Linked DNA regions of Gasterosteus aculeatus: region 1 is linked to region 2. Evidence: chromatin contacts called from public Hi-C data. All regions are on one chromosome and are shown on one strand. Each heading gives the region's core, a stretch centred on a gene start, on an enhancer-like site or on the middle of the called end of the contact. The rest is flanking DNA. Distances are from core to core; before and after follow the strand shown. Region 1 overlaps pitpnm2 (phosphatidylinositol transfer protein, membrane-associated 2). Region 2 overlaps mphosph9 (M-phase phosphoprotein 9).

Evidence for each region. Hi-C and Micro-C count contacts between places; a contact is called where the count stands out from the background.
Region 1: a contact with region 2 is called in a Hi-C map of skeletal muscle, with 4 times the contacts expected there. The contact joins two enhancer-like sites. A contact is called at or near these places in 3 of 6 Hi-C or Micro-C datasets (skeletal muscle and whole body).

Annotation. Positions count from the first base shown.
Region 1 is chr14:1,837,843-1,842,873 of fGasAcu3.hap1.1, forward strand. pitpnm2 (phosphatidylinositol transfer protein, membrane-associated 2) reads left to right here. Exons shown (of 28, transcript XM_078088765.1): 28 at 1-3,431. Among protein-coding and RNA genes, the nearest start is that of LOC120831705, 12 kb to the right of the region's middle. Within about 2 kb of position 3,124, at least 1 of the 9 cell types and tissues checked has open chromatin away from gene starts, as enhancers often do.
Region 2 is chr14:1,804,083-1,809,398 of fGasAcu3.hap1.1, forward strand. It overlaps mphosph9 (M-phase phosphoprotein 9), which reads left to right. Exons shown (of 24, transcript XM_040197338.2): 5 at 45-496; 6 at 1,206-1,356; 7 at 1,457-1,514; 8 at 2,316-2,419; 9 at 2,554-2,655; 10 at 3,075-3,535; 11 at 3,628-3,777; 12 at 4,002-4,089; 13 at 4,193-4,408; 14 at 4,707-4,754; 15 at 4,869-4,933; 16 at 5,240-5,316. Among protein-coding and RNA genes, the nearest start is that of mphosph9, 5.7 kb to the left of the region's middle. Within about 2 kb of position 3,474, at least 2 of the 9 cell types and tissues checked have open chromatin away from gene starts, as enhancers often do.

The DNA of each region.
Region 1 (5,031 bases), core at 1,874-4,373, 33 kb after region 2:
GAGCAGACGCCACTGCTGCTTCTGTCTACTGGACTGTATGTTTTTATACAAAGAGGACGTAGAAGAAGAAGCAAACACACATCTCCGATCCAACAACACACACTCCATCTTTGTAGGAGAGGTTCACTCTTCTTCAAAGTCTGTCTCAAAACTCAAGCAAAAGTCGAGAGCCCGATTGAAGAGTGAAACAGCTGTTTACTGAAACTTTAGACTTTTTAGACTCCAGAAGTCCTAATATTTTAAATTTATGATAATCCTGGACTTCAGGTAAGGCCTTCTGTCTCCTGGTGTCCCCCAAGGCTCCATCCTGGGCCCTCTTTAGTTTTCATTATATACGTTTCCACTGTAACAACAGATGGTTCTCTACTTTCCTTTGGGGATGTCAGTGTAGCACCACAAAGAAAAGATGTTTACGCACATCGGCTTCAGATCGACGCTTTTGTCCTTCATCACGTTCACTGGAAGCACAAGAAGAAGAGATCCATGAAATATTTAATTCACACAGTAGTGTTCAAAGGTCGGTTATTCCAAATAGACTATTTGTACATGGGACCTACCAGAAAACATGGTAAACTATGATATATGTCGAGGTAAATTCAATCAGTATGAACAGGAGAAAAAAGCCGTATTAAATAATCTTCCGTGCGTCTGACTGTTGTTTTGCTACGGACTTGAGAAGGTGTGAACGTCTCCTCTGAAAGCCGGAGAGCTTCGGGTCGTCGACGCCGTCGATGTGCGCTCGGCTTGCACCGCACAACGAGGAGCGCGTGATCGACATCGTCTTCAGCCCTCCACCAAAAGCCAAAACCATCCTCCGAATACTGTAGTTAATCAACTGTGTAACCTCATCGTTTATTGCACTAGTCAACGGTGGAAATATCCAGTAGTTACCATCTCGTGTTGCTACATCTGAACACCTCTGTAGTGCATGACACTTTTTATTGGTTTCAGGGTAATAATGATAATTTAGGTAAATGTGCCAAACAGTGCAGAGCTTTAGAGGAGAGTGTTTAGACCAGGGGGGATTTTCCAAAGTGTGACACCTCCATCTTCCTCTCATTCACCGTTCTCTTACTTCTGGTTGGAAGATCATCAGGACGTGAACGGGAAGAAAGGTGTTCGGCTGGAATGTTTTGTGTTTCGGCAAATAAAAAGTGTGCCGGCGAAGGTGTTGGCACTTCCTGTCCACGTTGTGCCAGTGAAGCGTACAGACATCCGCCATCGGCGCTTTGAAACACACACAAAAAAAGGTGTTTCTGCGGCAAATCCTGCTGCTTTGAGAAGGAATCTGAACATCTGGGTGTTGATCCTCCCAGTTTGAACCCCCCTGATTTAGACTCTACCCAGCCATGTGTTTTGAGTGAGAAGGATGTAACTCACTTCCTCGACCGGATGTCGGAGATTCTACTCCTGTTTCGATCTGTTATCTGCGTCTGAGAAGGACTTTTAGAGGTCGGGCGTGTCGCTCTAATCGTTGACAATAAGCTTTTTACGGAGCTTGAGCTTCTGCTGTGTAGTGAACGCCATGTTTTTGGCTCCCAGCCCGTTTGTTGAATGTCTGCCGTTTGGATTGTGAGGCTGCTCAGTGTACATACTGTACAGATGTATATGTAGGACTTATATGGTGGAGAACTATTTATTTACCTAAAGATCATTATGATGTTCTGGAAATTTCAGGTGAAATATATTTGAAGAAATGTAGCATTTTTATTTGTGGCTTCGGTGGTCGTCACGGCTACGGACCAACACAGGAAGGGGTTTTATTTCATCATTTTGGTCGTTTTTTTAAATTATGTTTTTCTTACCAGTGCAATATTGTTGTTAGTCACAGCCACGATCACAGCAGGGGGCACAATGGACACACAAACGCACACCTGGTGAGAGCTGTTTGTACCCGAGCTCCGCTCTTCTTACAACCCGCCGGGCGCTTCAAGGAACTCGTTTTCATAAACCGGAGTCTTTTCTCAGCATGAAGAGCGTTTTAAAAAAAGGCGGGAAGGAAGCGGCTCAGTTTAAGAGCCGCCGCATGTCGTCCAGTCGGATCGGAGCTTCGTAACCGTCACGCTTCACGGTGATAAAAACAGTCATGTTGTCCGCTACGTCGTCGCTGTTTAAAGGAAATATATATCCATAGATTCCGCTGATTATATCTGAGAATATTACAATTATTGCCACGTTTTGAATAAGACTTGTCCGGGGTAGTTTTTGAAATGCACAGTCCAGTGTTTTAATTACTGCGGAGGTTTTTCTTGTGTTACCACTTTTTAATAAAGCACCTTCTTAAGAAGAAGAAATACGTTTTTAAGAAATTACTTTATTAATGGTTAAAGGAACAGTTTTCCCTTTTGGAGAGTAGGACGTAAGGTCGACACCCCACCATGTTTTATGTTTTATTTAGCTTTAGCTTTAGCTTAGCACAAAGAATGGGAGCAAACCGCTAACCTGAGTGTCAATGCAGCTAGAAAATAACTTCAGATGAATAAATGCAGAAATGACTTCATCTTGTTATTAGAAGATATGAGGAAACCGCATGGGTAATTATGAGTTGATTACAAACCGTTTAAACAGCAACGGGACTTTTATTAAACTGTTAAGTCATTAATAAATCTATACATCTTGCATAATAGGTGCCTTATTAATAAGTTGTACAAAGATCTATATGATTTAATGATTGATAAATCCAAACTGGATGTTAGACGTAGGTCTCTGACGGACATAAACAATTTTAAATGTCAAAATATGCGGTGGCAATGATTAAAATATATTTTGGATGTATGCAGTTTTAGATTTGGGCTTGACATGCTCATGTATTTAAATTCACCCTGTTATTTAGCATTTGTAAGCATCATAAACACTTAATAACTGTGATTGCTTTAAAGTAATTCATAAGATATTTAATAGGTTAACACCCCCTACATTATAAAGCATCTATATTTGGATAATGATGGAATCTTTAAAGAACATAACGTTGTTATAAACATACGTTTGGGTTTTAGATTAAAATCATAAACATTATTAATCCTGCCTGCAAATACATGAGTACATGCACATAAACAGTCAGGATCTTTCACATTTCTGTTCTGTTTTTAAGCATTTATACATATTATACATGCTTCATAGGATGGGCTATAGTCATATATGTGTAACTGTTTACAACTTCCAAAACATGAAGTGTTATGAACCACTCATTAAGTTATAATATACTCCTAAATGCTTTAAAAAGTGTTTTCATTATTTTGTCCGTACCAGTATACCGATGGTCCGCTGATGAAACCACTTTGTGTATTTGATGAACAACGCTACGGTTTCAGGTTCTCTCGTCTCCTGTTTCATTTGTGTGCGGGCAGATCGGGGTGACCTCTGACCTCTGCCCGACCTCCGGCTCTGCCCACCATTGTCTCTTCTGTGGAATAAATACAATTGGACGGTAACGCGACATGTTTGTGATTTGACTTTGTTTATACTCAAAATATAGCTGTGAGTAACTAATGGCTTGCTGTAATATTGAGAGTCCTCCAGGAGAACCGGCAGGTCGACATTTGTGGTTTTGATTGAAATATATTTACAGCTATTTTCGGCCTTTTATGGACTCAATATTATTAGATGATATCTAAATTCTGAGTCCATTTAACATACATAGTATTTAAATTGAATAATACTAATACAATTAGTTAATTGAGTCGACAGAGCTGCACAAATAATCATGCAGTTCATCTATATTTAGTAAATAGAACAGGAATATGTAAGTATGTATATATTTTATTTCAATATGCATTTTTCCCTTCATTTTGAATTTCCATTTTTGTGCACATTACAATTTTGTAAAGCAAAATTTCAGGAAGAAAAAAAAAACACTTGCATGTATGCAGAAAATATTTGTTCAACAAAAACAGAACCAGGTGAGTTCTCCTGTGACGCAAACAGCTTGGTGAGTCTCGGGCGGAAGCACCTCGTAGCACCTGAGGCTGGTAGCGCCTCGTAGCACCTGAGGCTGGTAGCGCCTCGTAGCACCTGAGGCTGGTAGCGCCTCGTGGCACCTGAGGCTGGTAGCGCCTCGTGGCACCTGAGGCTGGTAGCGCCTCGTGGCACCTGAGGCTGGTAGCGCCTCGTGGCACCTGAGGCTGGTAGCGCCTCGTAGCACCTGGGGCTGGTAGCGCCTCGTAGCACCTGAGGCTGGTAGCGCCTCGTAGCACCTGGGGCTGGTAGCGCCTCGTAGCACCTGGGGCTGGTAGCACCTGAGGCTGGTAGCGCCTCGTAGCACCTGAGGCTGGTAGCGCCTCGTAGCACCTGAGGCTGGTAGCGCCTCGTAGCACCTGAGGCTGGTAGCGCCTCGTAGCACCTGAGGCTGGTAGCGCCTCGTGGCACCTGAGGCTGGTAGCGCCTCGTGGCACCTGAGGCTGGTAGCGCCTCGTGGCACCTGAGGCTGGTAGCGCCTCGTGGCACCTGAGGCTGGTAGCGCCTCGTGGCACCTGAGGCTGGTAGCGCCTCGTAGCACCTGGGGCTGGTAGCGCCTCGTAGCACCTGAGGCTGGTAGCGCCTCGTAGCACCTGAGGCTGGTAGCGCCTCGTAGCACCTGAGGCTGGTAGCGCCTCGTAGCACCTGGGGCTGGTAGCGCCTCGTAGCACCTGGGGCTGGTAGCACCTGAGGCTGGTAGCGCCTCGTAGCACCTGAGGCTGGTAGCGCCTCGTAGCACCTGAGGCTGGTAGCGCCTCGTAGCACCTGAGGCTGGTAGCGCCTCGTAGCACCTGAGGCTGGTAGCGCCTCGTAGCACCTGGGGCTGGTAGCGCCTCGTAGCACCTGGGGCTGGTAGCACCTGAGGCTGGTAGCGCCTCGTAGCACCTGAGGGTGGTTGTGCCACCTGAGATGATGGATTGTTTGTTCTGCTGATTGAAAATATTTTTTGCAGTGCAGAGATAAAATAAAACCAGTAGAGCTGCTGTCATCGATGACTGTTCTGTCCAGTGGCGTTTCGTTCATTTCTACCTGCAATGCCGATGCAGGAGTCCTAAGGCTTATTGACTCCTGATTTTG
Region 2 (5,316 bases), core at 2,224-4,723:
TAGTGTTTATCGGGTTCATCAATGCTGTGTCTCATTTTGTCCAGTTGATTCAGGATGAAATTAAAGCTCTGGTTCAGCTCCAGAACCGCCCGGCCAGCGTCCAGCCGCACGCGGACTTCTCCCCCGCCTCGCTGACCAAAACCACCCACAGCGCAAAGGACTACAGCTTCCACCTCAGGGTCCCCAAAAATACATCCGGGGACATCGACAGCCTGATCGCTTTGAGCCCCCCCCACCCTCAGCCCGAGAGACCCAAGAGCCGGGACCGGGGGGAGGAGCGGGCCACCACGGTGCTCAGCAGTGGCTACGGGACTCTGTCGGCCTGGGAGACGGGTCCGGAGCCCGCCGGGTCCCCGGGGAACGACGAGGAGGGTTGTGAGAGGAGGGACAAGCGTCACTGGTCCCCCAGCCTCCAGGAAGACACAGAGACAAATGGGATTAGGGGCCAGCAGGATTTACCAACTGAGCCATTGGACCACCAGCAGAAAACCTCTGGGTGAGTTTATTAAAGACTCACTGAGGTTCTCACACGTTAGAGGAGCAAGTTCCATCTGCTTTTTAAGTTCAGCTTCTTACATTTAAAGAAATCAACTCACAAGATTCAGTTGATTTTTGCGACTGACTCCAAGCTGAAGGAGCTGCACACTTTAGCCCCCGCTAGCACACTTTAGCCCCCGCTAGCACACTTTAGCCCCCGCTAGCACAATTTAGCCCCCGCTAGCACACTTTAGCCCCCGCTAGCACACTTTAGCCCTCACTAGCACACTTTAGCCCCCACTAGCACACTTTAGCCCCCGCTAGCACACTTTAACCCTTGTTAGCATACTTTAGCCCCCGCTAGCACACTTTAGCCCCCCAATAGCATACTTTAACCCTTGTTAGCATACTTTAGCCCCCACTAGCACACTTTAGCCCCCGCTAGCACACTTTAACTCTTGTTAGCATACTTTAGCCCCCTCTAGCACACTTTAGCCCCCCGCTAGCACACTTTAGCCCCCGCTAGAACACTTTAGCCCCCGCTAGCACGCTTTAGCCCCTGCTGGCACACTTTAGCCCTCGCTAGCACACTTTAGCCCTCGCTAGCACACTTTAGCCCCCCAATAGCACACTTTAATCCTTGTTAGCATACTTTAGCCCCCACCAGCACACTTTAGCCCCTGTTAGCAGTCTTTTTCCAGGACCATAACCTCCTCTTCTGTTGGCAGCACCAGCCAGCTGCTGACCTCCTGGGCCCAGAGGCAGAAGCTGCAGGCCAAGAGGAGCAGAGCGGGACCGGCTTCATCCCAAACCCCCGAGGACGAGGAGCAGCCACTCGGCCCCCGAGAATCTCACAAACCAACGGACCTCCACGACCAGGTAGGACTCGGCGGGTAGTCACAGATTGAGTCCATATGGGGGAAATGGGTCGTGAATGTTCCCAGCGGCTCTGATCCACTTGTCTCTCACCGGGTTTTAGCCGCCGTCCGGCTCCTTCTGCCTGAGGAGGAGCGACAGCCTGACGTCTGAGGCATCGGGTGAGTTATTCAGAGACGCGTCGCTACGACACCGCGTGACTAATAGAATAAACTACTACCACAGGTGACAGTAAGATGGCGCCGTTGTATCAGCGATGAGGTGATGAGGAACAAAATGTCCACTTTTTCATTTCCTGCAACATTTCTTTTCTTTTCTTTTCATTAACTTTGACAAGTGTCACATTAAATCATTATGAAGCCACATGGTATTATATTGTGTGTCAGTATTTTTGACATTCTTCTTTCCTCTCAGCACCAAAACGCTTTAGTTCCTACGGAAATGTTATATCTTTAAATCTTTTTATGTGTATGGCTCAGAGGAAAAATAGATATCAGGCTGCGCGAGATGGATATTACTTTTAAGCTGATACGGTTTTGATCCCATCACTATTGCATTTAAAAGAAAAATATATCATCACCAAACCAATCTTCTCAAATCGACTATATTAAGAAATATGACATTTGTAATGAGTTTTTTTATCTGCAGCAAGCCACACAGCAGGGTGCACAAGCCACCAGCCTATTTTACATAAAGCCCTTCTCCACATTCATACGCATGAACATGTTCTTATGCAAAGGCCCACCTTAGCACCGAGGAGTATTTCTGTCCCATCAAGCAGAGGGTTCTCAAATTAAAGGAATTAAACCCACGTTTTCCATTCAGTCACTTTATACTGTGGATTATTTTTATTACTTTCAACCAAAAGAGCCAGCGACCGCTTTGATAGAGATAGTAAAAGCTCATGGGTGTTTTAATCTCTGCTGTTTTAAATGGGTTACAATGACTCCGCTCTGTCGCAGGCCTCACGTACTGGCGTCTGACCGAGAGTGAACTTTACCACCCGCTGCCGGACAGCTTCGACAGCGGCGCTTACCTCCTCCTGCAGGAGGCGTCCTTGAGTCTTGTGAGTCACCGTGGCAACCGTCGCCGCGTTTTCATTGCTATTAGACAAACATAAAAACAACATGTAAGACTTGGGACAGAATTTTGCTCTTGAGGGGCCTCTCCTCCTAAAGGTCTCGTCTCCGTCGGTTGCAGAGTCCGTCTCAGGAGGCTCGTCCGTCTCTCAGAGAAATCTACAAGAACAAACAAAGAACCGACTGGGAAGGCTCCGTCACCTCCAGTCCTTCGTCTCCACGGGTACGTCGCGCTTTACTATTAGTAGCATTGGTGACCACTTTGTGAAGATCAGGCGGCGACCTCCAGTCAGAGCTTCATGTGTTAAAGTTGCATTATCACTAGTGACCCTTAGGGGGCGACTCCTCCCGTCCCATAGGAGTCTATGAGGTAATTATTCTACTTCTCTCTGTATTCCCTCAGTAAACATTGTAAACATGAGTTTATGGCTTCAAGTCTTCAACACAACATGATGCTCAGGTAGTAAATTAAGGCCAATTGATGAATTTGAGCAAGCGTTCAACGGCAGCTTTCACTTTTCAATACTCGAATATCGAGGTTCGTATCCCTCATTTTGAGCTCAGAATTTTTTTTTTTTTCTTCAAGTCTTCAACACAACATGATGCTCAGGTAGTAAATTACGCTGCTGTTCCTCTCTTAAGGTGTTGACTTTGGATCCGGCAGCAAACCAGCGGCAGTCGGATCGAACCTCTGGCTTCACTTCGCCCTCTCACTTCAGCAGCCCGTCGTTCGCCGCTCGGCCCCCCCACTCCCCCGGAGCCGGGACCCCCGACAGCACGGTGGAGAGCAGCCGCAACCCGGGAGACACGGACTGCATCTCCGACGCCTCCAGCGCTTCGGCAGCCGGACCGTCCCCTTCCGACGTGCAAAAGCTGTGGGGAAACGCGGCCCGCGCCCCCCCGTTCATCCTCCACGGCGAGACCCGGCGGCGCCCCCTCGCGTCCAGCCAGCAACGCGGCGCAGCCACCCCCTTAACCAGCGAGGAGGAGGGCAGCAACACCCCCTGCAGCACCCTGAAGCCCCGGTCGGCCTCCGGCGCGTCTGCAGCCGGGCCACACGTGGAGAGAGCCGCTTCTCTGGAGGACCCGGTGGTCCTTTCTCTGTGAGGACGCGGGTTCCACTGTTGATTCACTGCGCCAGATGTTGACTTCCTTGTTGTTGTTTATTCAGCTCCTTTCTTCAACACATTCACAGACTGAGGCAGAACCTGAGAGAGAAGCACTCCCGACACGTGGCGGATCTGAAAGCGTATTACGAGTCCGAGATTCAAGGCCTGCGAGACAAACTGAACCTCCGAGATCTTCCCCGGGACCTGGAGGAGAGCAACCAGGCCCTCGCAGAGAGGTGATCCTCATCGCCTTCTTTAGAAGCTGCCGCGTTCTCCTCTTACATGCACTTGTTTACGACAAGCTTCCCGGCAACAAACAAAGCGCCGTCTTCTTCCTGCTTCCTTTGTGCCGGGAATTGAGTCTTAAAGTTCATATTCCCCACATTTCCCCATCATGATATCTCACTTCAGTTTCATTCCTTTTCCTATCTGCGTAATTGTGATTCGTGTTTGTGCACAGGTGCAAACATCTGGAGGAAGCTCTGGCTGAGGCCACCGGACGCATCCGACACCTGCAGGCGTCCAACGGCGTGTTGGAGAAAAAACTGGTAGGTGGTTCATTTTATCTTCTCACCAGCATTAATTCTCTGAGGCATTCTCGTTAGAACCTGGACGTCACCCCCTAATGGCCACGTGACTCTCCCCCGTTAGGCAGCCTGGCCGGAGCGGTACGCCGTGGCGGGCGCCGCCGTGAAGACCTTGCAGCAGCGGCTTGAAGACGGCAGGCGCTCGGGCAAAGAGAAGGACGCCTCGGTCGCTCGCCTGAAGGCCCACGTGCGGCAGCTGGAGGAGGCGCTGCAGAAAAGCTGCAGGGAGGCCGAAGAGGGGGAGGCGAGGAGGGAGAGGGAGTACAAGATGCTGCAGGATGTGAGTCTGAGATGACGTCATACGACCTCTGACCTCGAAAGCTCAACCTCATCTTATTTAACCGATACCTTAAAGTCGCTTTCCACACCCACCATGAAACATGTTCTTCTATATGTTGAGGATGTATTTAGTCATCTGGGGGCACCAACCAGATATCTCAGAACATTTTATATTTTATACAACAGTGGAACTTATTAAATGACTTACTGCCTCCTCCACCAGACTCCATTCAGAAAAACACTCATTCTAATCAGCACTGATCTTCTTTATAACGGAGGTCTCTGTCCTGTTTGTGCAGCTCCTCGGACAATACGACTCCCTGGGGAAGGAGCACGAGGGACTGAAGGTAACGGATCTCTAACCATCTATAGATATGGATCTATCAATCTACTGTACATACGTGTTTAGTGGTTTGGTCGTCTCTTTAAACCTGTTGTCCTTCATCTTTGTGTATCCACAGAACAACCTGGTGTCCACAGAGCACAAACTCGTCGATGCCACCGATCAAATATCAGAACTGAAGAGGTGAGCAGGTCGATTTTAATTTACCTCCAGCAAACTCTCATTTGCACGGCTTGTTTTTCTAGTATATAAAGTTGTAAAAAGTTATGCAACTGTGTACTTTTATGGTGTCCAATGAAAGCACATCTATAGAATAGTTTTCTTGCCTCAACATTAAAGCCTTAAGAATATTATTAGCATTATTGTGGAAAACTTGCTGATGTTGCTGTTGTGGAGTTTTGATCGTCTCATCTATCGCTCAGCAGGAAAGATAATACGTGTTTTGACCATATTTTCTGCTACTGCCTCCCCCCCTCCCACCTCCCCTAGACTAATCTCCAAACTGGAGTCTCAAGTGAAGCAGCTGGAGCACGAGAACCAGGCGAAGGCTCGTCATTCTTCTCACA